Regions from separate parts of the Oryza sativa genome. Here region 1 is linked to region 2. A link is a contact called in public HiCAR-type data. All regions are on one chromosome and are shown on one strand. Each heading gives the region's core, a stretch centred on a gene start, on an enhancer-like site or on the middle of the called end of the contact. The rest is flanking DNA. Distances are from core to core; before and after follow the strand shown. Region 1 holds the start of LOC4340926. Region 2 holds the start of LOC4340917.

Region 1 (5,511 bases), core at 2,641-5,140, 170 kb before region 2:
AGCCATGTCTCCTCTGCCCACAGGAGGCCCCCGAACTAGCAACTGCTCTGCGCTAGGTGTGTCAGGCAATCAAATGACATTTTTATAGCCAAGCTCGTTTGCCCCTTGCCTCCCTCGTAGCCACAACTAATGGAACATTCAGTGTCTATTTTCAGGGGTTGTTCACGCCAGAAGTTAGGTATGACATGCCACCACTTGCCACAAGGGAAGGTCAGCCCCTGATTAGGTGTTCTATCCATATTTCAAGTATTGAACAATTGCATGCCTCTAAAGAAATACACAAAGTACACAGAATTTAAAAGAAAATATAAATGCACAACAGGCACAAATTTTATATGTATAGTTATAGTGAAATCAAATGAGGGATTTATATTGGACCATTTTGAAAATAAAGACGATAACAAACATTATCAACTATAATATCTGCATGATGATTGAGGAAACTCAATATATTATTGACACCCAAAATAAAGGCATCAACACATATCATCAACTAAAAACAATTCGGATATAAATACAACTAATCGGCTACTTGAAAATTTAAACACTTGACCTCATCCTGCTGTCACATATAAATGATGTTTAGGATGTTGACATTATTTCAAACCCATAACTTTGACTACTAACTTTTTATTGTAATCCAAACTAAATGCAAAACTAATTTTCAACTCAAAATATAAAATAAACAAATATCCTTTTCATTTGTCCAATGTTCATACTCATAGAGATATCAGTAACCAACATATAAAATGTGTGCTTATGTTTTCTTTTTAGATAATAAAATATGTGCTTATGTGAATCTCAATGTATCACTTACATTTTTCTTTTACTAGTGGGAGCGTTAAGCGAGGAATCAACAAAAAAAAAGCCGTCTAAATGCTAATTGCTGAGCCTAATTAGATTATCACGCAAAATGCTGGACCTCAGAAAGAGATTAGTTACCTGTGAATTGCGCGGTTGCAGCAGAGGCAACGACAGTTTGTGGCAATGAGCACATAGTTGATGCTGGCATTGGCAGAAAATAACCTCAAGGCCTGCAGTTTGCAACAGTTCACAAGCCCATAAAAAACACACTCATCCAACAATGCATAAATCAGCACAGAAAATAGAAATACACACAGATTTTTCCAGTAATCCACGGCTCAGAACGATTACACATGGAATGGAGGAACTAACTATCCACCTCAGTTCCCCTAAGCTAAGCTAGCATTTATATACTTCGATGCATTCGGAATTACATAGTCGGATAAGGGCTGAATTCCCGAACTGAAAAACTTCAGAAGAATGAATCACATACGTGGAACCTGGAGGGAGGACGAGTCGGCTGGTCCGGCGCGTCGCGCGAGCTGCCAAGAAGCGAGGATGGCCGCCGGCGACGGAGAGGCCAAAACAAAGCTGCCGGGGCTCAGGGCGGAGGCGGCGAGATTGGCGGCGGCGTTAGGGACTGAGTTGTTGGCCAGATTGGTGGGCCGGCGGGGATATTGGGCCGAGTAGCCGAGGCCAGCCGGTTAAGCCGGTTGGGTCGCGAACGGACTGACTTTGTCATAATTTACGGCTGCATATTTTATAACGCCTATATTCATACATATAAGGTCCCTTGTCTTGTCGCATAGTTAAGAAATTATCCCTAAATTAAAAAAAAACAGATATATGCTATTCCTCAACTTACAAAACTTAGATCATTATAGATTTTTAGACGGTTTTTATCCTCGATTTTGTCCGATGTGACAGCTAAGTTAGCGTGGGCTCCATGTGTAAGTGACTACTTACCCTCTCTCCACCTCTATTCCTCCAGTCCTCCCCTTCTTGCCGACCGGCGATGGGGAGAACCGAAGGCGCGCGGCGACTGGCGGTGGCCCTCGCTAGTGGCGGCAGCGCTCACTGGAAAAGACGAGTGGGGAGAAGACTGGTGGCCGGCGGAGAGGAAATGTACATTAGTGTCGGCGACGTCACCGAGCACGACTAGTTAGCGGAGGAAGCTGGGAGGCCCCGTGGTCCGACGCCATCCTCGTCCTCCCTTGCCGCGGCTATAAAAGCCGACGCGCTGCACCATCATCACCCATCCTCTCTGCAGGAAGTCATCACCGAGAACCAGCTCGCGTGATCTCGTTGGCACAGGAGTGTGTTACGCGGGTGAATCGGGAGCTCGACGCCACCGGCAAGCTCGCGAGGAAGAGGGGGTAGGAGCGACCGGGAGCCACCGCCGCGCTCCTCTCCCGCTGCGCGTGCCAACCCTTCTCCCCTTCGTCAGTTGCCAAGAAGATCGATGGGGATGCCCAAATCATCTCCCGTCGACCACCGCCTGTGTGATGCAAGTGCACAATTGCTAATCCATACCAATACCATCCAAACTAGGCACAAACACTTGCTTCGTTAAAAAAAAAACAAGGGCACAATACTAAACAAATAGAGAGGGGAGAATCACAAACTGTAACTAAAAATAGGGGCAAAGAACATAATTCCCCTATTCTAAATTTAATATGAATTAGTCCCATCGTTTTGAAATAACAAATAGGGCACTATTCACTTCCACGGTTTGATTACTTGTCTTTTTGGAAACTATTTACAAACCTATAAAGATGTGTATTGTGTCTTAAATATATATAAACATAACATTCTTAACTTTAGTATTTAAGAAAAAAAAGTCCAGTTTATAATACCCTAAACTAGTGGAAAGAATGATATGTTTATCTTACTTTGTGTGCATTCTTTTGTCCCCATCAATATCGCGGAAACAAATTATCTGCCATATTGTTCTTTAAGTGGCTGATATATGTAATGGTCACATGTCAATGATACACGTTAGAGAGCAGTATTGCAGAGGAGACTCATCGTGTTATCACATGATAGGATATATTAAAAAAGAGACTGGCTATACATTTGCCAAAAAAATTCCTCCAAAAAAATTATCAAATGTAAATGTAGTGTAATCATAGTGTGATTACATTAGCTATATATAATATAATTTATAATTTATACGTAACTTTTAAAAATTTCGCGGTAACATTCTCCTTTCGTGAAACAGAGCTATGGAGGTTGCATGATCAAATCTCATCATCCATACATGCACTATGATTTTTATCTACCCAACTTGCATAAATCTTAAAGTAAATCTAACAATTTAGAATGATGTGAAAGTTAAATACAAGTTACATTACAGAATAATGTGAAAGTTAAATATAAGATATTATAGTTATGTGCAAGTTACTCTCTCCCTTTTCAATATATATGATATCATTAACTTTTTGAGGCTTTTTAGACACGTTTGATCATTTATGTTATTAAAAAGGGTAATTATCATTTATTTTATTGTAAGTTATCATCAAATGTTTTCTTCAATCGTGACTTAATTCTTTTATATTTGTTAAAAAAATTGAATAAGGGGAATGATACGTTAAAAATTTAACAACGTCACGTATTAAAAAATAGAGTTAGTACAATATAATTATATTATAATTATACTATATTTAAATCCTGAAAAATGAAAAACTCACGGAGCTAAGGTGCTACTGATACACTTGTAACCACTAGGCTACATGCTCTTTTGACAGCGAGGCGTCTGTGGTGACTTCGTCAATCCCCAGGATTTACCGGCCCAGTCTTCGAAAATACTCATAGGGTAGGTTTTGCGTGCGTGCGTTCATAGGGGTGAGTGTGCGTGCGTTCATAGGGGTGAATGTGCGTGCGTTGTACTATATAATTCTAGAAAAAAACAATTATACTGTATTTATAGTGGAAAAAATTTTGTATAGCAAAATCGTTAAAAAAACAAATCAACAAATCAGTTTTTTTAGAAAAGAAAAAACATTAGATTTGATCCGGTGCCCGTATGCGTGGGCGAAAAGCCCCAAACCACTACTACTAGTGAAGGCAGCACTTCTGTCGTCTTGTTATCTTGGGAACCTCCATCGCCGCGAGACGGAATGGCGGCGTCGCCCATGGTGATCCGATCTAGGGTTTTAGCCCGCGCCGTCTCCGCCTCCCTCCGCCGCACCCTCGCCGCTCCTCCCTCTCCCCTCCTCGCCGCCTCCTCGCGCCGCGCCTCCTCCCTCCACAGGTTAACCCTCCTCCTCCTCCTCCCCCGCTCCCTGCTTCGGTCCCTCCCTTCTCCGCTCACATTGCTCCGGTTGTGGGGTGGACAGGTTACCCTCGGTGTGCGGGGGCTTGTTGTCCGTGATGCCGCTCCACAGCGCCGTCGCGTCGGCCAGGCTCCGGTCGGCCATCTCGCCCGAGTCCCAGAGCTGGGGCATCGTCCCTCAAGGTGCGGTTCTTTCCCCCCATTTTTTTTTGTTGTTTTGTTTTGGTCTTGCTGGAATCCAGTTGTGCAAGCTCCATGAGTTATACTTTGGGATGTGCAAAGCTCAATGCAATGGCTAGACTATGAGAAAACGCTGCTTGGCGACAAGCCTCCTTTAATTTGGCTTGTGATTGGATCCCCTGTGACAATAGATCATTAGCTCCTGTTGCTATTATTGAAGTGTAAATGACGATGGTAATTTCCTTAGACCTAGGAACGTTAATTTGCATCTTGCATAGTTATCGCTCTTGAGATTGTATCATGATTGTAAAGGCGGTAAGGCGACTCACCCACGCCTTACTCAGGAGGTGAATATTTGATTAATAGGACACCTGCATTTAGTTTCTTTTATTGAAGGGATAGTTATATTTTTGGATTCAACAGCTCTTTATTAGATTGTTTTTATGTTTTTTTAATAGCCTTGCTAATGACATGTGACAGATTTGTTCTATGACAGATAGATAAGAGCATCTTCTATTCGTTTTAACCTAATGTTTTGCTGCAAATATGCATGTAGTCAGTGTTCTCTTTAAACTATGGACTCATCAGATTAGTTTTGTTTGATCTGGGATTTTTTATCTGATCTTTCTAGCTTTCGAATCTAAATGGAATAGTCGAGTATGAGAACATTTGTATAGACAGGAGAAATTTTTTATGTTGACTTATACTCTCTCCATACTCATAAAGGAAGTCGTTTAGGACAGCGACACGGTCTCCAAAACATTACTCTGACTTCTTGTTTCTATAAAAATATTTATTGAAAAGTGATATATGTATATTTTTATGAAAGTATTTTTCAAGACAAATCTATTCATATAATTTTTACATTTTTAAACTCAACAACTTGAGAGTTATTCATGATTTATATTTCCAAGGTTTGACTTAAATGTTGTCCTAAACGACTTACTTTGTGAGTACGGAGGGAGTAAGTTACAACCAAATGTTTGGTGTTTATATGTGTATAAATTATTCCTTTACACTTTTCTTACCCATGTACAATTTGTTTGCTTACATTTCACATTACAACAAATTTGACCTATTAGCTTAGATCCATATGTTTTTACTAGTTGACCCTTAGTTGTCCAAAATGAAATATTATGGTTACTGCAACCAATATCTGGTATATCTCAATAAAATCTAAATCACATGTGAAATAATTAAATCAATGTGTCATTTTTCAAACTATATGCACATGCTTGCAAACACCCTTTGCA
Region 2 (5,564 bases), core at 2,434-4,933:
GTCAAAATCGTACGTAGGTTTTGGGCCATACTGAGCTCATAGGTCCTTGTACTGTCCCAACGACTCCAATGGAAATTCTTGCTTTATAATGACCAGTGTATCAACAGCCCAGATGCGTCTGTGCTCTGCTGGCCTGGCCAGTACATCCAAACGGCCCAGAGAGAAATGTCGTACTAATCGTGGTTGTGAAGTACTCCCTCCGTTTATGATTATAAGATGTTTTGCTTCAAGTTTGATCATGTTTATAGAAAAAATAATAATATTATTGATCTAAGATAAATTTATTATAAAAATATATTTAATTATTAATTTAATAAAAACTAATTTGGTAATGTAAATATTACTATATTTGTGTATAAACTTAGTGAAGTTTGACTTTGACCAAAGTCAAAACATCTTGTAACATAAAACAAAGGGAGTACTACTTGCTCAAAGCCCTTTTTTTTTGTTGTAGAGAATGTTCTAATGACTCAAAATTTCCTTCTAAAAGAACACATGGTCAACAGGCTTACAGTATGGATAATTTATGAAAATAACAAAGTTACAACTAAAAACGTAGCTAGGCACATCTGGATAAATATGAGTGCAAGGAATTTAAACCATAGCAGAGAAAGGGGGAGGCTAATGGGCGATCGATCGCCAGGGCGATTGCCCAGCGATCGGTTGGCCCCGCCTCCCCCTATACTCCTCCCTCTTCTCCCCTTCCTCCTCCCCTTCTTCTCTTTCTACTACAGGGTACACCACACAATTTTTTTTAAAAAAATAAAAGTTAGAAAAATTTATGTATAGAAATACTATATATAAAAAAATTTTGAATCGGGTATGTAAACTTTTGACTTGTAAACTTTGGGTCTATAAACTTTAGGTGTATAAACTTTAGATGTATAGAAATACTTTATATAGAAAATATTTGAATTCAAATTCAAATTTGAATCGGATATAATTCAAATTCAAATTTGAATCGGGTATGTAAACTTTTGACTTATAAACTTTGGATCTATAAACTTTAGGTGTATAAACTTTAAATGTATAGAAATACTATATATAGAAAATATTTGAATTCAAATTCAAATTTGAATCAGCTATAATTCAAATTCAAATTTGAAACGGGTATATAAACTTTTGACTTATAAACTATAGATCTATAAACTTTAGGTATATAAACTTTAGGTCTATAAACTTTAGATGTATAGAAATGCTATATATAAAAAAATATTTGAATTCAAATTCAAATTTGAATTGGATATATAAACTTTTGACTTATAAACTTTTGGTCTCTAAACTTTAGATGTGTAAACTTGAGGTGTATAAACTTTAGGTGTATAAATTTACTAAAATAGAAAAGTAATGCGGTGCCAAAACGGAAACTAGGTGGAGGGAGGGAGGGGGGAGGGGATCGATCGCTGATCCATCCTGTTTGGCGATCGATCGCCAAACAGGATTTCCGGCAGAGAAAGCCATACAACCGAAGCTATGCCAAGGTATACTTGACTTCCCCTTTAAGAACAGCATGTTATACTGGCTTTTCACCTACTAATTAATATCCACAACATTGTTTCTTGCAGTTCAATAGTTATACACTGTAGGAACTAGGACAATAATAGTTTGGTCCATCTTTTATTACTTAAATTTTAGTTTGTGCCACTTTTAACCAATATTTTTCTTTGGACTAGATATTATCTTTGTGTCACTTTGAACCACTAGAACTCTCTTTCTGTGCATACCCAGATCATCCTATGGCTGTGTTTAGTTCCACATTAAAATTGGAAGTTTGATTAAAATTGAAAGTTTGAAAAAAAAAGTTGGAAGTTTACGTGTGTAGGGAAGTTTTGATGTGATAGAAAAGTTATAAGTTTGAAGAAAAAGTTAGAAACTAAACAAGCACTATGTAAAATTGCAGCGAGCTCCCAATCGATTTCAGGCGACCGGGATCCAATCCTAACCATGCTACGGGGATATACGGTTCTTGCCGAGTGAAACTTCTCCCGAGACAGCATGCAGTGCGAAAGAGATGCGAACGCGAAAGTACGAAGCTACCCTCCCACCCACGGTACCTCCTCAGTCAGGGCATGCGGTGCCAGGCGGTACTAAACGTTCCTAGCCCTCCGATGAAGCCAGATCAACGGCCACCATATGGTACCGCACGGATTCAAGTGTCCTAGCAGTCAACCGGAAAAAGAAATAGCAACGTACTTGATTTATACAAAGACTCTCCAATACATGTCCCGTCCCCGACTTTATTATTATGTAAAAGTTGCTCAAAACCACTTTTTTTCTCTCTTACAGAGTATGCTCAAAACTCAAAAGAACTTTTGACATTTCTTTACACAAAAGTATCTAAAGCTATAGCTTAATTTTCACCTATTAATCTGTCTGCAACATTTCCTGTTGCAATTCAATACTACCATATACAAAATCCCCAACTTTCTATGGCAACATTTCCTGAAGAATTTACATGTACACAACCAGCACCATTACAAGCTCTGAACTTCTTGTTACATTAATTACCTGTAGTAACATACACAAACAGACAGGCCATGCTCAAAACTCAAAAAAAGAACTTTTCACGTTTCTTAACACAAAAGTATCTAAAGCTAGATTTTCACCTATTAATCTGTCTGCAACGTTTCCTGTTGCAATTCAACATCATACATACAAAATCCCCAACTCCCTATGTTAAAGATTTGTCCTGAAGAATTTACATGTACACAACCAGCACCCATTACAAGCTCTGAACTTCTTATTACATTAATTAATTACCTGTACTAACATACACGTACAGACAGGCCATGTTCGGATGTTCGTCGTTTCTACCGATGAATTTTCAGGCATATCCTCGAAGCAGATAAACAGAGCAGCGTACGTGGAGATTCGAAAGCTATGGCGAAATTAACCTGTGTAGATCGACCGACCGATGATTGCAAAGCTAGCTGGTGGGTATGGGCATGTCCGCCATGGCGCGGCCGATCGATCGATCAGCGGGAGGAGGCGAGCATGGCGGCGGTGCAGGAGGCGGAGGAGGACTTGAACGGCAGCGCGGCGCGGTGGCCGGCGTAGTGGCAGCCGATGAGGTAGAGCGCCAGCCTCTTCTTGACCCGCCGGAGCAGGAGCAGCTTCTCCTCCCCCCACTCCACCACCGCCACCGCCACCTGCCGCCGCCACCTCCTCCCGCCGCGCTCGTCTCCTCCTCCTCCGCCGTACTCATCGTCATCCTCCTCCCCGTCGCCGCCGGCGACGACGCCCTGCACCTGCTGCTGCTGCTGCTGCTTCTCCTTCTCCCCCGGCGCCGGCGACGCCCAGTCCCACTGGAGAGGGTAGCTCCGCAGGAACACCCTCCTGGTGCTGTAGTCCTCGTACCGGAAGCTCCTCGTCGGCTTCACCGCCGCCTCCTCCTCATCACTGGTGATCTTCCGGTGATCCGCCATTGTTGCAGCTGCTGCCTACTGGCTGAGTGCCCAAGGCGAGATGTGTGTGTACTCATGTATATATGGGCATCGATCGAAGCTAAGCTAAGCTTAGCTGCAGGTGGCCACGTCACCGCTTTTTTCATCTTTTGCCTGCCTTTCTTTGTCCTTGTTTGATTAACAATTCGGCTTTGTTTAATTTGATGGGCATGGCACGGAGATGTTTTGGATTACTTTGCAGGGGAAGCATTTGCTTTACCGGTAATCTGATGGCAACAAGGACATTAACTACTAGAGAGCAGAGGTCTTTTAATTACACACACAAGAATCTCAACTTGATGCCTAGCTTTACCCCTAAAATGAACCGTCCAGTGACTCCGGTCACATATATTTTATCTTTATCTCTTTTTTTTACATATGCACAAATATCCTTTGAAACTTCACATGCTACCATTTTTTAGTTATATTTAGGTTGCATATATACGGAAAAATAATTTACATAAATTTTATCTCAAATGAAACTCTATATATACCCACCATCTTCATCAGGCTTCCTCAACAGATAATCACTGAAATATCATTTCCCGACAGCATCTCTTAAGTCTTAAGTTAGTGTCGAAGTTGTCTTTGATCAGTAATATGAGTTGTGTGTATATGGATGAATTGTACGTCTTTCCATGAATGTAAACCAACGTTGCATTTGTCCACCATCACAATAAACGCATATTGTACAGGTTGATTTCCTATGTCAAAATATTGTCAACAATTATTGATCTAGAAAGAAAATATTGTCTACAAATTCATGATAGACGACTTATATACACCGGCACGAGAAGCGAATCTCCTTTACGACCATGCATTCCATCGGTTTCTTTTCTTCAGCTTTCTATCTAACATGCTAGCTAGACGTTAAGAGTATTGTGGCACTGCACGATCGATATCATTATCCAATATTGTCTTGTTTGTATCTTCCATTATCTCTTTCAATTCATCTTCAAGTTTAATATATATATCAGCCAAATAATTCTGTCGGTTGCATGTTGTTCACAAATGTTGGATGTTTGAAAAATTATTTTCTTGCGAGGAAAAAATTGTGTATGTTTCATAAGTTTTCTAAGATGAGTTCCATACTATGTACCCCCTTCATCTTTATCAAGTTGCGTGAAATATAGGATAAACCTGCTATTTGTCAATTCTGCATAAATATTTCAAAAAAAAACTTTTTCATTAATAGCACTAACAAAAGTTAGTGCCAAGGTTGTCTTTCGAATAAGTCATGCATATACAATGATTTGTCAACACCTTTCTGCACAATGTATATATCATCTGTCCACCATGCACAATCTTTGAATACCTAAAGACTTCATTCTAGCCCCCGATTGCTCGCTTCTCCGCTTTTCGGGCTGTCGTGGATGCTGTCGGGGCGCGGCACGTCATCCGGCGCTGGGAGCGCTGGGGCTGGCCATCTCTCCTTGCCTGCTGTGCTGTCCGTTCGATCGAGCTTGTGCGGTGTTGACGGCCTGCGGTAGCTGCCGTGCTGGGCGATCGGCGTTTGCGTTCGCTCTGCTGCGTTGCTTCTGTGCGGCTCGTCAGCTCAGCGCGCTCGTGTGCTTGGTCCATGTGTTTTGGCTCTCTGCCGTGTGGGCCGTGCGGCTGGTTCCCGTTTCTTACCTACTGTGAGCTGTGTCCATGGTTTGTTGCTGCTGCGGTGGCACCAGTGCTGCCGTTTTTTGTTCTTTGTCTGGTGGGATCGTTCCTCCATGTGTTCCTCTCTGATGCGTGGGTCCTTTGCCTTTTGTTGCTCCTGCTTTCCTGTGCGCTGTGTCTACCGGTGTTTGTGTTGCGCGTCCGTGCTCTGGGTGGTTGGAGGAGCAGGCGTGGGTGTGGTTGGCAGCTGCTCAGTTTGTCCGGTGCGTTTTGATTGGGTCGTCTGCCCTCGGTTGACTCGGCTGTTGCGCCTTCGTTTTGCACCGAGGCTGTGCTAGCCTGTGTGCACTTTCGGTGGGCCTATTGCCTATGGGCCCCACAGCCTTTGCTTCCTTGTTGGTGGGTGCATTGTTGTTCACATTCCGGATCCCTGCATCCCTTCTACACTCTTTTTCCCCTTCCTTCCAGCGATAGTGCTTCTTCCTGCTCTTCGTTTCTAGGGCTTACACCGTC

The links. HiCAR-type assays count read pairs that join an accessible place to other places.
Region 1: a HiCAR-type map of leaf shows a contact between it and region 2, with 1.9 times the contacts expected there. The contact joins the promoter of LOC4340926 here to the promoter of LOC4340917 in region 2. A contact is called at or near these places in 1 of 15 Hi-C or Micro-C datasets (seedling) and 1 of 4 datasets of contacts at active chromatin or transcription factors (leaf).

What each region holds. Positions count from the first base shown.
Region 1 is chr6:13,358,177-13,363,687 of ASM3414082v1, reverse strand. LOC4340926 reads left to right here and starts at 3,890. Exons shown (of 3, transcript XM_026026157.2): 1 at 3,890-4,057; 2 at 4,143-4,261. The coding sequence starts at 3,924. It overlaps LOC4340927 (protein FERTILITY RESTORER RF2, mitochondrial), which reads right to left and starts at 1,480. Exons shown (of 5, transcript XM_015786391.3): 1 at 1,298-1,480; 2 at 943-1,034. The coding sequence starts at 1,012.
Region 2 is chr6:13,185,470-13,191,033 of ASM3414082v1, reverse strand. LOC4340917 reads right to left here and starts at 3,683. Exons shown (of 1, transcript XM_015785383.3): 1 at 2,480-3,683. The coding sequence starts at 3,425. The coding sequence ends at 2,976. LOC9266816 reads left to right here and starts at 5,537. Exons shown (of 14, transcript XM_066311640.1): 1 at 5,537-5,564.